Regions from separate parts of the Mus musculus genome. Here region 2 is linked to region 1. A link is a contact called in public promoter capture Hi-C data. All regions are on one chromosome and are shown on one strand. Each heading gives the region's core, a stretch centred on a gene start, on an enhancer-like site or on the middle of the called end of the contact. The rest is flanking DNA. Distances are from core to core; before and after follow the strand shown.

Evidence for each region. Promoter capture Hi-C pulls out the DNA fragments that hold promoters and counts their contacts.
Region 2: a promoter capture Hi-C map of pre-B cells shows a contact between it and region 1, with 2.6 times the contacts expected there. The contact joins the promoter of Aars here to the promoter of Wdr59 in region 1. A contact is called at or near these places in 3 of 39 promoter capture datasets (liver and pre-B cells), 1 of 484 Hi-C or Micro-C datasets (CD4 T cells) and 1 of 115 datasets of contacts at active chromatin or transcription factors (memory CD8 T cells).

Annotation. Positions count from the first base shown.
Region 1 is chr8:111,520,141-111,526,207 of GRCm38.p6, reverse strand. Wdr59 (WD repeat domain 59) reads left to right here and starts at 4,101. Exons shown (of 26, transcript NM_001170742.1): 1 at 4,101-4,280. The coding sequence starts at 4,227.
Region 2 is chr8:111,031,228-111,037,205 of GRCm38.p6, reverse strand. It overlaps Aars (alanyl-tRNA synthetase), which reads right to left and starts at 3,364. Exons shown (of 21, transcript NM_146217.4): 1 at 2,943-3,364; 2 at 133-297. The coding sequence starts at 276. It also overlaps a transcript of Ddx19b not described here.

The DNA.
Region 1 (6,067 bases), core at 2,852-5,351:
CAGGCTTGAATGTTTTTAAAAAGATTTTTGAAATGTTTATTTATGTGTATGTGTGTGTATGCCTCATGTGTGCCGGTCCTCATGAAAGCCAGAAGAGGGCATCAGATTCCCCTATAACTGTTGTGAGGAGCCCCACTTGGGGCTTCAGATCTCTGGAAGAGCAGCCAGTGGTTTAACCTATGACCCACCTCTCCAGCCACCCAACGATCCTGATGTGATAGCGCACTCTGAGTTCTGTCATTGATTAGAACTCCACATTACAATTTGCTCTAGAAGTTTTTCTTTAATATTTGTGCTTACTTGTAGGAGCATCTTACTATGTGTGTGTGTGTGTTTTTAAAGATTTATTTATTTATTATATGTAAGTACACTGTAGCTGTCCAGAAGAGGGAGTCAGATCTTGTTACAGATGGTTGTGAGCCACCATGTGGTTGCTGGGATTTGAACTCCGGACCTTCAGAAGAGCAGTCGGGTGCTCTTACCCACTGAGCCATCTCACCAGCCCCCACTATGTGTGTTTCTGCTCATTCATGTGCAATTGCTTCTGTGCATGGGAAGACCAGAAGAAGGCATCAGGTTTCCTCTGCTTATTGTTTTGAGGTCTCTCTCTCTCTCTCTCTCTCTCTCTCTCTCTCTCTCTCCCTCTCTCTTGCTCTTTCTCCTCTCTTGCTCTCACTCTCATTCTCTGACCCTTGGGCTCATGTTTCCTCAGTTAGAATGAATACCAGCAAACTCCAGTGATCCTCTTGTCCCTGTCCCATCTCCACCAAGCTAGATCTGCAGTTTCAGGTCCACACTGGAGCCTAGATTTGTTACACAAGTCCTGCGGTTCTGCTTCTCGGGATTTCAAAGCAAATACTCTCATTCAGTAAGCCACTTCCCTCTAGGCCTGTAATAGTTTTGTTTGTTTTGTTTTTTCAAGACAGGGTTTCTTTGTGAAGCCCAGGCTGTCTTGGAACTTCGCTCTGTAGCCCGGGCTAGCCTCAAACTCAGAGATCTGCCTGCCTCTGTTTCCCTAGTACTGGGATTAAAGGCATGCACTACCACTAGCTGGTTGTTACTGTTCTTTTAAAGAGTTTCAGTTTGTGAGAAAAAAACCCTGACAGGTGGATAGGAGAGAAAGCATTCAGGAAAATGACTGACAATTCTGTTTTCTCCTAGATGTACAGAATTACATAGGGATGGAGAGATGGCTCATCAGTAGACCGCTCTTGCAGAGGACCTGAGTTCAATTCCAAGGACCTGAGTTTAATTCCCAGCATTCATACCAAATAAATCACCAAGTACCTGTAACTCCAGTTCTTTGGTATCTTCTTCTGGTCTTCTCAGGCAACTGCACTCATTTGCACATCCCCCACCCCCAGGTCCCCCCTCCCCCCTCCCCTCCCTCCTACACACACACACACACACACACACACACACACACACTTAAAATCTTTTTAAAAAGACTCAGACACAAAGCATTTGAATAGTCTTACGTTACTTTTGGTTGCACAGAAGGTACCCCTCTGACTTAGAAAGGTCTGTGGATCATGAGCACTGCAGGTTGCATCCATTCAGGGCAGATGTTCACGGAGTAGCCTGCATATGCTGGGCCAAGCAGATTCCAACAAAACAGACCAGGGGCCTGTCTGAGGCTTGGAGATATTAAATTAAGTAAATAATTATTGAATTAAACAGCAGCATAGTGCTGCAGAAAGAATTCAATGGGGACATAACTCACTCTTCACACTTCAAGATCTCTGTTCACACTCTTGTGGGTGGGTGGGTGGTTCAGTATAGTTCTGGCTGTCTTGGAACTCACTCTGTAGACCAGGCTGGCCCTGAACATAAAGATCTACCTGCTTCTGCCTCCCCAGTGCTGGGATTACAGGCGTTTGCCCCCACCACCGTGCACTTTGTCCTCTCTCTCTCTCTCTCTCTCTCTCTCTCTCTCTCTCTATATATATATATATATATATATATATATATATATATATATACATATGTATATGTATATATATACACACACACGCACACACACATATATGAAAAAATATGTATATATGTGTGTGTGCGTGTGTGTGTGTGTGTGTGTGTGTGTGTGTGTGAATACACTGATGCTCTCTTCAGACACACCAGAAGAGGGCATCAGATCCCATTACAGATGGTTGTGAGCCACCATGTGGTTGCTGGGAATTGAACTCAGGACCTCTGGAAGAACAATCAGTGCTTTTTTTTTTTTTTTTTTTTTTTTAAAGATTTATTTATTTATTATATGTAAGTACACTGTAGCTGTCTTCAGATACACCAGAAGAGGGCATCAGATCTCATTACGGGTGGTTGTGAGCCACCATGTGGTTGCTGGGATTTGAACTTCGGACCTTCGGAAGAGCAGTCGGGTGCTCTTACCCACTGAGCCATCTCACCAGCCCACAATCAGTGCTCTTAACTGCTGAGCCACCTCTCCAGACCCTTGTTCACACTCTTAATGAAGCTCACACTCTTTTCCTTTTCATAGTATACCCTTCAAAATCTTAATATACTGAAACACTCAAATGTCACCTTCAAGGTGCCACTTCAGGTCTTCAATTTAGGTTATGCCATCTTCACACATTGCTCGCAACTCTATAATAATATGCAGTTCATTCTGCCAAACATTTATCTACCATGGAGGGACCAACTGTTCTTTTTTCTGGTACTGAAGGGTTCTCTGGGATGCAAGTTTTTTTTTTTGCTGGTTATAGTGGTAAAACCTAGACTGTTCCAGGCAGACGACAGTGAAATGATAGTCACCCTAGCCTACAGACAAGTTTGTCTGACCTTTATAACCAGCGTCTGCTGGGGGAAAGGAGTCTACACCTCCTCTCCATTCATGCAACGATCTTCAGAGAGGAATGCTGGTGACAGTTTATACTTGAGCCTTTACAACATGTCAGGCCTAGTGCTTGGCTCCTCTCAACAGCTAAGTATGATATACCCCCTTCTGTAGACAAAGAGATGCTAAGCCAGTTAACCCAGGACTTCAAAGGATAGGGTTGAAGAGGAGCCAACTAGTATCTACTATGCTAAACTTCCTGATTAATTTTTATTTCATCCTCAAAAATTGTCTAAGACTCCAAAAACTGTGTGGATAAAGATATTGCTAGTGTTAGAAATTAAAACCATGAATAGGGAAAAAAAACCATTATGGTTAAATGGCAACTACCATTAACATTAATTACACATCTTCAGTGAAAAAAAATAACACTTTTCAAAACCAAAATGATGTTATCAAAAAGAGGGTCAGCCGGGCAAGTGGTGGTGCACGCCTTTAATTTCAGCATTTGGGATGCAGAGGCAGGCAGATTTCTGAGTTCGAGGCCAGCCTGGTCTACAGAGTGAGTTCCAGGACAGCCAGAGCTACACAGAGAAACCCTGTCTCAAAAAAAAAACAAACAAAAAAAAACCCAACCAACCAACCAAACAAAAAAACAAACAAAAAAAGAAAAGAAAAAAAGAAGGAAAAAAGTCATGTCGTTTAATATTCAGTTTAAACTTCCTCTCAGAGTAAATTCCCTCTGTACTACACATCCTCGGGAGAACTATACCGCACAGTGATGTTAGTAAGATTATAAAATTGTTTTTACCTTTAGGGACTTGTTTTCTCCTCCACCCCCAAAGTGTTGTTCGTGGAGAACCTCAGGAACTACTTCAGAGGCACGGCTGTACAGCATGAAACAAAAAATTGTGCACTCAGATTTTTCAAAGCCTTGATGGCAGGAATCAGAAGAGGTTTTTTCCCTTGGTAGGGATGTAGGTTTTGTTTATAGGCTATGTGTAGGAGAATACGGGGATACCAACCAAATACCAGCAAAAATACAGGACAACTGCCATCTACTCTCTGAACTCAGGCTCTTCCTGGGTAACTGACGCTGTGCTGACATTTGACTACAATTCCCAGCAGAGCTCACGGCAGGGGGCGTGTCGGCAGCCGCGGGGTGCCCAGGTGACTCGTACTGATGACGAAATGAAGGGGCGTTCCTGTTTTGGGGCAGACCTGGTCCGTGGTTGGGGGAGAAAGCAGAAGAGGCGGGGTCTATCATTGGGGTAGCCAATCAGTTGTGGTCAAGTGAAAGGGAGAAACTGGGCGTGGCCGGATTTATTAGCAGGCTGTGTGGGGCTTACTCACGCGGGGAGTCTCGGACTTGGGGGTGGGGTTGGGGGTGGAGGGTCGCCTGCTGGCACCCCACGATCGGGCTAGTGAGATGGCGGCGCGCTGGAGCAGCGAGAACGTGGTGGTGGAGTTTCGAGACTCTCAGGTGAGCTGTGCGTGAATGGAGCCATCTGGGAATGGAGCCATCTGAGCATGCGCTTTCCGTGGTTTACACCCTCACCCGCCCCCCCCCCCATCCCCGCACCCCTGCACCCCCGCCTTTTCATCCATCCCTTTGCTCAGGGTGGGAAGATGGACGCGGTGCTCATCTGGAGCTGTCAGTCAGGATAGCTAAGGAAGCTTTGATTACTGGTCAGGACAGTTAGGGCAAAGGCGTGTATGGCCTTTAGGGTTCCAAACAGGCTTATGGTCTTGGGACGCCAAGATAGTGATTGTAAATGCTAAAGGGATTCTGACCTTGTTCAAGGTAGTGAACTGGGGGAGGTGTCCACTCCCTGAGGTAGTCGACTGCACTTGGTGACTTCGGGAAAGTTGCAGAACTTCTCTGAGCCTCAGTTACTTGGACCAAGTCTCACCTTGGACCATTTTGGGGGTGAATTTGTGAAATACTGTTTTGCGGAGCATCTGTTTCAGCCTAAGTGGTTGCTAATGTGGGAAATACTCTGTCGTTGACAAGATACATGTATTGCTTAGATTGGACACCTGTGAGCCCATCCCTCACATCACTCTCCACGCCTCGGTTTTCTTTTCTTTTTTTCTTTTTTCTTTTTCTTCTTTCTTTTTGGTTTTTCGAGACAGGGTTTCTCAGTGTAGCCCTGGCTGGCCTGGAACTCATTCTGTAGATCAGGCTGGCCTCGAACTCAGAAATCTGCCTTTTTCTGCCGCTGCCTCCCAGATTAAAGGCAAGCGCCACTACTGCTCGGCTATGCCTAGTTTTCTTACCTGTAGAAGGGAGGTTATTATACTTACAGGACTGGCATGAGAATTTTATGAGGCCACATGTTTAAGAAGTGTGGCACATGGCAAGCTTTAAAAATTGTTAACATTGGAGGCCTGCAAGGTGGCTGGCAAAGGCACTGCTGCCAGGCTTGCCAGCCTGAGTTCCAGGACTCACATGTCAGGAAGAACCAGCTGCCATACAATGGTCTCCTTCCTCCATCTGAAAGACTCCGAGAGGAGCCCCTCACTCAGGCCTCGGGACAATAGTGGACACCCAAGAACTCAGGAGAGACCAAGCTTGATGCAAACCACACAAGGCTTTATTTGGGGAAAGCCAGAGCTCTGGAGACGACTCATATCCCACGCAGGGGTAGAGGAGTCGACCACGAGGGGAAAAGGGGCCCAGTTTTTATAGGCCTTCAGGGGGAAAGGAGAGGGAGGGAGAAGGGGATTTCCAGATCTAAACAATGTCTATTCTCAAGAAATGGGTATGGGAGGGGTACAAGGAAAGAGTCTGGTGCAGGTGTAGCAACTCTGGATTGGCCCGGCTGTGGTTGCTGGGGAGATTTTCTGACTCTTTCTCAGCAACCAATATCACAAACACCTGGCAATGGGCTTCATCAGTGGGCACACACATGGGTTCAAGGAATGGCCAAAACATTGGCAGACAAACGGCTTCAAGGAGTGGCCAGAGCATTGTGTACCTCTATTTTTCTAAATCAGTGAAGCTAATTCTGCTAACAATGAAATCTATTTTGCCAATTTCAGGGCTTCTGTGACCTTTTACATTCTGTCAGGATCTTTTACATCCACATCCCGTGGCACTCGTACACACAGTCAATAAGTGAACAATAAAAAATAAAAACAATATCTTTTAAAAAACATTAGCATTGAGTGCTTGAAATGTTTCAGGTATTGGCTCTTGCCAGCCTCCGACCACTTGAGTTCTGTCCCCAGGACCCACATGGCTGAAGGACCAAACCGGCTCCCACA
Region 2 (5,978 bases), core at 2,115-4,614, 490 kb after region 1:
ACAGAAACTCGGGCTCACCACGGAAAGTCACTCGAGTTTACCTGCTACTTTATACAGCCCAGGCTGTGCTTTCCGGCAGCTCTGCTGCCCTCAGCCAGCCAGGCAGGCAGAGAGGAGGAAGACGACCCTTACCTGGTTCATGCCAGCGTTGGCGAAGAGCAGAGTGGGGTCATCCAGAGGGATGGTGGCGGAAGAGTGGACATAGGTGTGCTCATTTCGTCTGAAGAAATTTATAAACCGCTCTCGGATCTCTCGTGCTGTTAAAGTGGCATCCATTTCGGAAAGTCTCCTCGGGAACTAAAAGGAAGAAGGAATGACGACGGCAAGTTAGGGAAATAAAAGTAAAAGTGGGGATTACACAAGACTCGTGTCGTCTCAAGCCAAGTCAAATAGGTTAGCTGTTTCTTTGATCCTAAAACTTTCCTGTTGCAATGTCCCAGGTTACAGTCACCCTCACTGGGAAATCTTTGCTGCCTCAGCAGACTGGCCCCGGCTGTCTTCCCCCTGTTGACCCGTCAAGCAAAGCAAGGCTCTTCTTCATGGTTTCATTCATTAACCAAATACGCACTGAGTACCTACGGCTAGGAATCGGCAAGGGTCACCTCAACAAAAGGGGAGTCTGTACCCACTGGCCTCTGAGGAGCTTCCAAGCTCTTTGTTAACCTACAGGCTGAGGCTTGTCCAAAGTTCCATATCCCCAAAGGCACAGGTGCCAGGTTTGGGCTGACACTTGTGTCAGTGGCTATGAACCCAGGGATAAGCCCATCTGTGCCATGGACCACCCTAAAGTATCAAGAATGCATCAACCTCTACGTAGCCTAAACCTTCAGAGCCCTAGCTGGGAAAGAGCCGGGTTCTAGCCATGATATTACGAAGAACTGGGGCTATCTGTATACAGCATCATTTCGAAATGAGTATGCTATTGGAAGAACGAGTCCGGGGACTCAGAAGAGGCAGAGGTTGAGAAAAGACAACTTTATAGCGTCAAAACGTTTTTATGTGCACCCTCAGGTCCCTGAAAGGCAGGGAGTGTGTAAGGTGGGGATGACAGGTTTTGGTTGGAGTGCACCAATCGGCGTCTAGTGCTGTAGTGCTCTGCAGTGCTGGGTGTCCTGACAAATGAGAACTGTCTCATTTTTGACATCATCTAAACATCTCTAGAATTCTAGAGCCAGCTCTAAACTTAACTGCACCACTTTAGCTTGAGTTTAGTGTCTGTGTGGAACAGGACCTTGTGAGCATCAAAAAAAAGTTATTGAACTGGACACTATTTTACGCCCATTAGCACAGAGTTTTTAAACACACCCGCAAAGCACATGACATCCTGACTCAGCCAACCACAACTCCAAATGATCTACTTACAACTTAGTCTATCACTCTGACAGAAGCCCCAAAGGGGCAAAAAGATGGTGACACAGGCTGAGTGTGTGTGGAGGGGTGGGGTGGGGGGTGGGGATGGACTTGCATTCCCACAGGATCTTGCTAGTCACCATAAGGAGTCAAGGTTTTCAGAAATCTTGTCACACCGCCTTCTCTTTTCAGCCCTCCTTAACAATGGCTACAGTTCGACTTTACCTTTAGAGTCATTGTTGCTGAAGAAAACAACCTGCTTCTCTCCACAGACAAGCTGAGGGAACATTACTTTCTAGAGCACACTTGAACCTCCCACCTTTGCCTAAGTAATGAATGAGGACTGTGTGCTAAGAGCCAGTGGAGAACCAGTGCCCCCATAGGGTGGCCACTACATACAGACTACACCAGAGTTGTATACTGGGATCTAACATGTCCATTACCCTATGAAGACTGAAGGCTGTTGAAAGCTGTGTCCCCACTCTGACCATCCCAGAGCTCGGGAGGCTGAGGAAGGAAAATGGAGGGTTGGAGGTTTCCAGGTCAGAGACCCAGCCCCCAATAAATAAATAAATAAATGAATAAATAAATAAAGTTTCCAACATTAAAACTTGTTCTTTCCTCAATATACATAACACGTCTGTAGCAGAGGCAGGTCCGAAAACAGTACATCCCAGCAGGGGCTTAAAAGGCCTTCAGAACTTTTATTTATTTGTTTGTATTTGCAAGCTTGGGGCCAGACCCAGGGCCTTGAATTACAAGGTGACTTCAGCCACAGGACCTTGTAACATATTTCCATTTACAAGCTAGCCGTTCTGCCTGGCCTCTCCTTTCCCTTCTTCCTAATGAGGTCGTTTTGATCAATCACAAAGAAACATACTTAAGCAAACCTTTCCTTTCTTCACCAGGTCTCTCCTCTTTATACTGTCTCCTAGCCTCAAATGATTTATTTGGTGTGACTATTTAATGCTCACCTCCCAATCACAGTCTATGTTACATCTCAGTAGGAATCCTGGCTGGCTTCACTTCACCGTTACAGTGTATTTTCAGTATCTAGTAAAGTGGTCGTCACCCATGCTCATGATTAATTATACTAATCTGTAAATAGCATGCTCTGCACTAACATACTCCAAAGCACACCAGGAAACTTAGACTGTTTGAAAAAATTGCTGAATATATTTGTTCGGGTGAACCTGAAGGTATCAACTATTCTGTTTTTAAGAATCGAATCGGGCCGAGGGTCGTAGCACACGCCTTTGGTCCCACCACTCTTGAAGATCTCTGTGAGTCGAGACCAGCCTGGTCTACATAGTGAAACCCTGTCTCAAAACAGCAACAGAAAGAAGCGAGTCTGGAGTGCTGGCTCACGCCTGTAATTCCAGCACTTGAAATGCTGAGGCAGGAGAACTGCCGCGAGTTCAAGGCCAGCCCGGGTTACAGAGTTGAGTTCAGGCCAGTCTGGGGTAAGGTGTGAGAACCTAATAAAGAATGAATGAAGATGCCTCTTAGAGAGACTCCATTTATCTTAGTCACCCTGCTCTTCAGGCCTGGTTCCCTAACCCCCTAAGAGATTAAAATTAGAGGAGACAAACCCTTAGCTCTGGGTGGCGACTGAAGAGCAACCGCGATCTTCCCAAGGTCTTGGTCCTCTGCAAGTCCACCAGAAACCACACCACTCTCAGTGCTCCGAGGGAATAGCAAAAGCTACTCTCGAGATCCGGCTCCTGCGGAGACCGGGTCCTGACCCAGGCCAGGGGCGGGACCGCCCGGCAGCCCGCTGCAGCTGCCCCTCCCCCTCCAAGCGCCGGCTCTTCTCGTAGAGCTCTCGGGGCTCACTTGCTTTTTTTCCCGAGGGTCCGGGTCCCCAGGTCCTTCCTTGCCCGGAGCCCACCGCCACTCGCCGGCAGTTACCTGCTCCCTCAGATGCGCACAAGAAGCTATACTCACCCGCCACAACCGGTGCCAGAGCCGTACCTCACCATCCAATCAGAGCGCTCTGATGAAAAGTGACCCGCTACGCCTTGTCATCCTCTGATATGATTGGTCCACTGGCATGCCAATCATTCGGAGCGCGAATGAGCTAACAAGCCGGTTTCTGGGAAGGCTCCTGGGCTCGGCTGATGCAATGCTCAAGAAAGCTAGGACATGGAGTGTCACGTGACAGGGTTGACTATTGGCTTCAGGAGGCAGACATTTTGGGTTCTATTGGCAAAGCCCTAATAGTTGACAGTTAACAAGAGGAATGAAAACATGAATTTGGTGGCGATCACAGATTTTGGCATAGAACTGTTTAACTGCAAAGTGATACACGTACCTCAAAGGTTCGTTTTTCGGCCTTTTGAAACGGAGCAAGGTGGTCTTGAAATCAGGGGATTTGCCAGTCTTGCAGGTGTGCACCAATCAAATGTTCTTATTGTTATCGCGTATAGATCGGCATGCCTTCTTTAACGGTACCCTGGACTGAAATAAGTGCTTCAACCACGCCGAAGCGCTTTGGCACTGACTGATACGTCCGGTTCTCTCTTTGAGACAGGGTCTGGATAAATTGTCCAGGTTGGCCTTGAATTTTTCACTCTTGTCTTAGCCTCCGGAGTAGGAGGCAGTACAGTCCTGTGACATTAGGCATAGCTTTATATTTGTCCTTCAGGTCCCAATAAGAAGAAATTCGGGTCTTGATTTTGAAGAGGAAGAAATGACGTAACCCAAGTTAAAGGACATCTGTCCCTCTGTTTGCTTTAGAAAACAAGTCAACATTCTTAGGAAACGCCTACAACGGTGACGCACATCCATAGTCCCAGCACTTGAGAGCCAAGAGGATCAGAGCTTAAGGCTACCCTTGGGCCTTGGGCACAGTCTCAAAATAACACACACAAAACCTAAAATCTATAGGTAAGGCATCACACTAAAAAGTTCACACACCGTTTAATTTTTAAACTGTATTATCAGGTCTGCTAGTACCACTTTTTCACAGATGAGGAAACCCCAAATTACACGAAAACTTTTTCATGATGTACAGCTTTACAGAACAAAGAGAGTCATAAGTCAAGGTAATTTTAAAATATAGTGATGGTTATATCTGAAAGGCGACTATAGCAAGATGGAAAGCTTTTCTATAGACCCAAGATGTTATCTGATGGCATCTTTAGCTTTTTGGATGGTGGAAGCCAGTGGTCTGGTAAGTTAATAGATTCCAAATGGTTTCTATCTGTTAGTACAAGACTTTATTAGTTCAAACACAGAAATGGACAAAGAATGGTTGTTTTCAGAAGGCCAGAACTAGTCCAAGACAAATTCAATTAGCCTGTGAGCTTACGACATTCCTGTCTTCACAGTACTGACCTCAGATCTAATCAGTCAATTAGTATCCACAGACATAGTATAGTCTCTTTCCAGTTTTTGTTCACAGCTATATACCAAGACCTTGTCTTTTTATTTTTATTTTTTCCTCTGTTTTTACATAGTCCCTGGCTATCAAATAACTCAACAAATAAACCAGGATGGCCTTGAACTCACAAAGATTTGCCTGCCTCTGCCTCCCAAGTGCTAGGTTAAAGGCCCTTGCAACAGGATCAGCTTTTCTTTTTTCTTTTCTTTTCTTTTCTTTTTCTGTCTGTCTGTCTGTCTGTTTGTTTTTCGAGACAGGGTTTTTCTTGTATAGCCCTGGCTGTCCTGGAGCTCACTCTGTAGACCAGGCTGGCCTCGAATTCAGAAATCCGCCTGCCTCTCCCTCCCGAGTGCTGGGATTAAAGGCGTGCGTCACCACGCCCAGTTTGCCCAGGGTGTCATAAAGAGATGAGCAGAGGGCTAGAGAGATGGCTCAGTGGTTAAGAGCACTGGATGTGTGCCACCACCGCCCGGCAGGATCAGTATTTCTTAAAATGTAGACACTACTCCTGTGAAGGAATTTCTATTCATAGGTCAATTCAACAACAAATGACAACTTGAAACTTCAAGTGACCTGGAGAAGGCATCTATGGGTCTTTGGAGAGAACATGCTCAGTGCGCATGCGTAAGCAAGAGCCGTTCAGTGCCCCTCTTATGATTGGCTGGGAGGAGCCAACTTCAAAGGCTCAGCCAATGGAGCTTCGGCTTGGTTTGGATTGTGAGTGGCCGTTGGGGAAGCCTAACCGCCATGTTGCGCCGCGATGGCCGGAGCTGCTGGCCGGGTCGAGGTCGAGCCCGAGCCCGAGCCCAAGCCCAAGCTCGGAATCCACTTTCCCTGCCCCTGACTGGTGTGAGTATCTGTGCGGGTAGCTTTCCTTCCGTACCTTTAGGCGCTTTTCTCGCTGCTAGAAAGAAGGCAGGGGAATAAATGAACGAGTAAAAGCTAAGGAGACAGCGGGGCAGTGGTGGCGCAACGCCTTTAATCCCAGCACTTGGGAGGCAGAGGCAGGTGGATTTCTGAGTTCAAGGCCAGCCAGGTCTACAGAGTGAGTTCCAGGACTGCACAGAGAAACCCTGTCTCAAAAACCCAAAAAAAAAAAAAAAAAAAAAAAAAAGCTAAGGAGACTTAACCACCAGCAGGCACGGAGCCCCAGGCCTTTAATATGTCCCAGAACCCAAATGACTGCCTACCATGAGTTAGCAAACAGGCTGACCTCGGCAACACGGAAATAAGTACAGGAGAC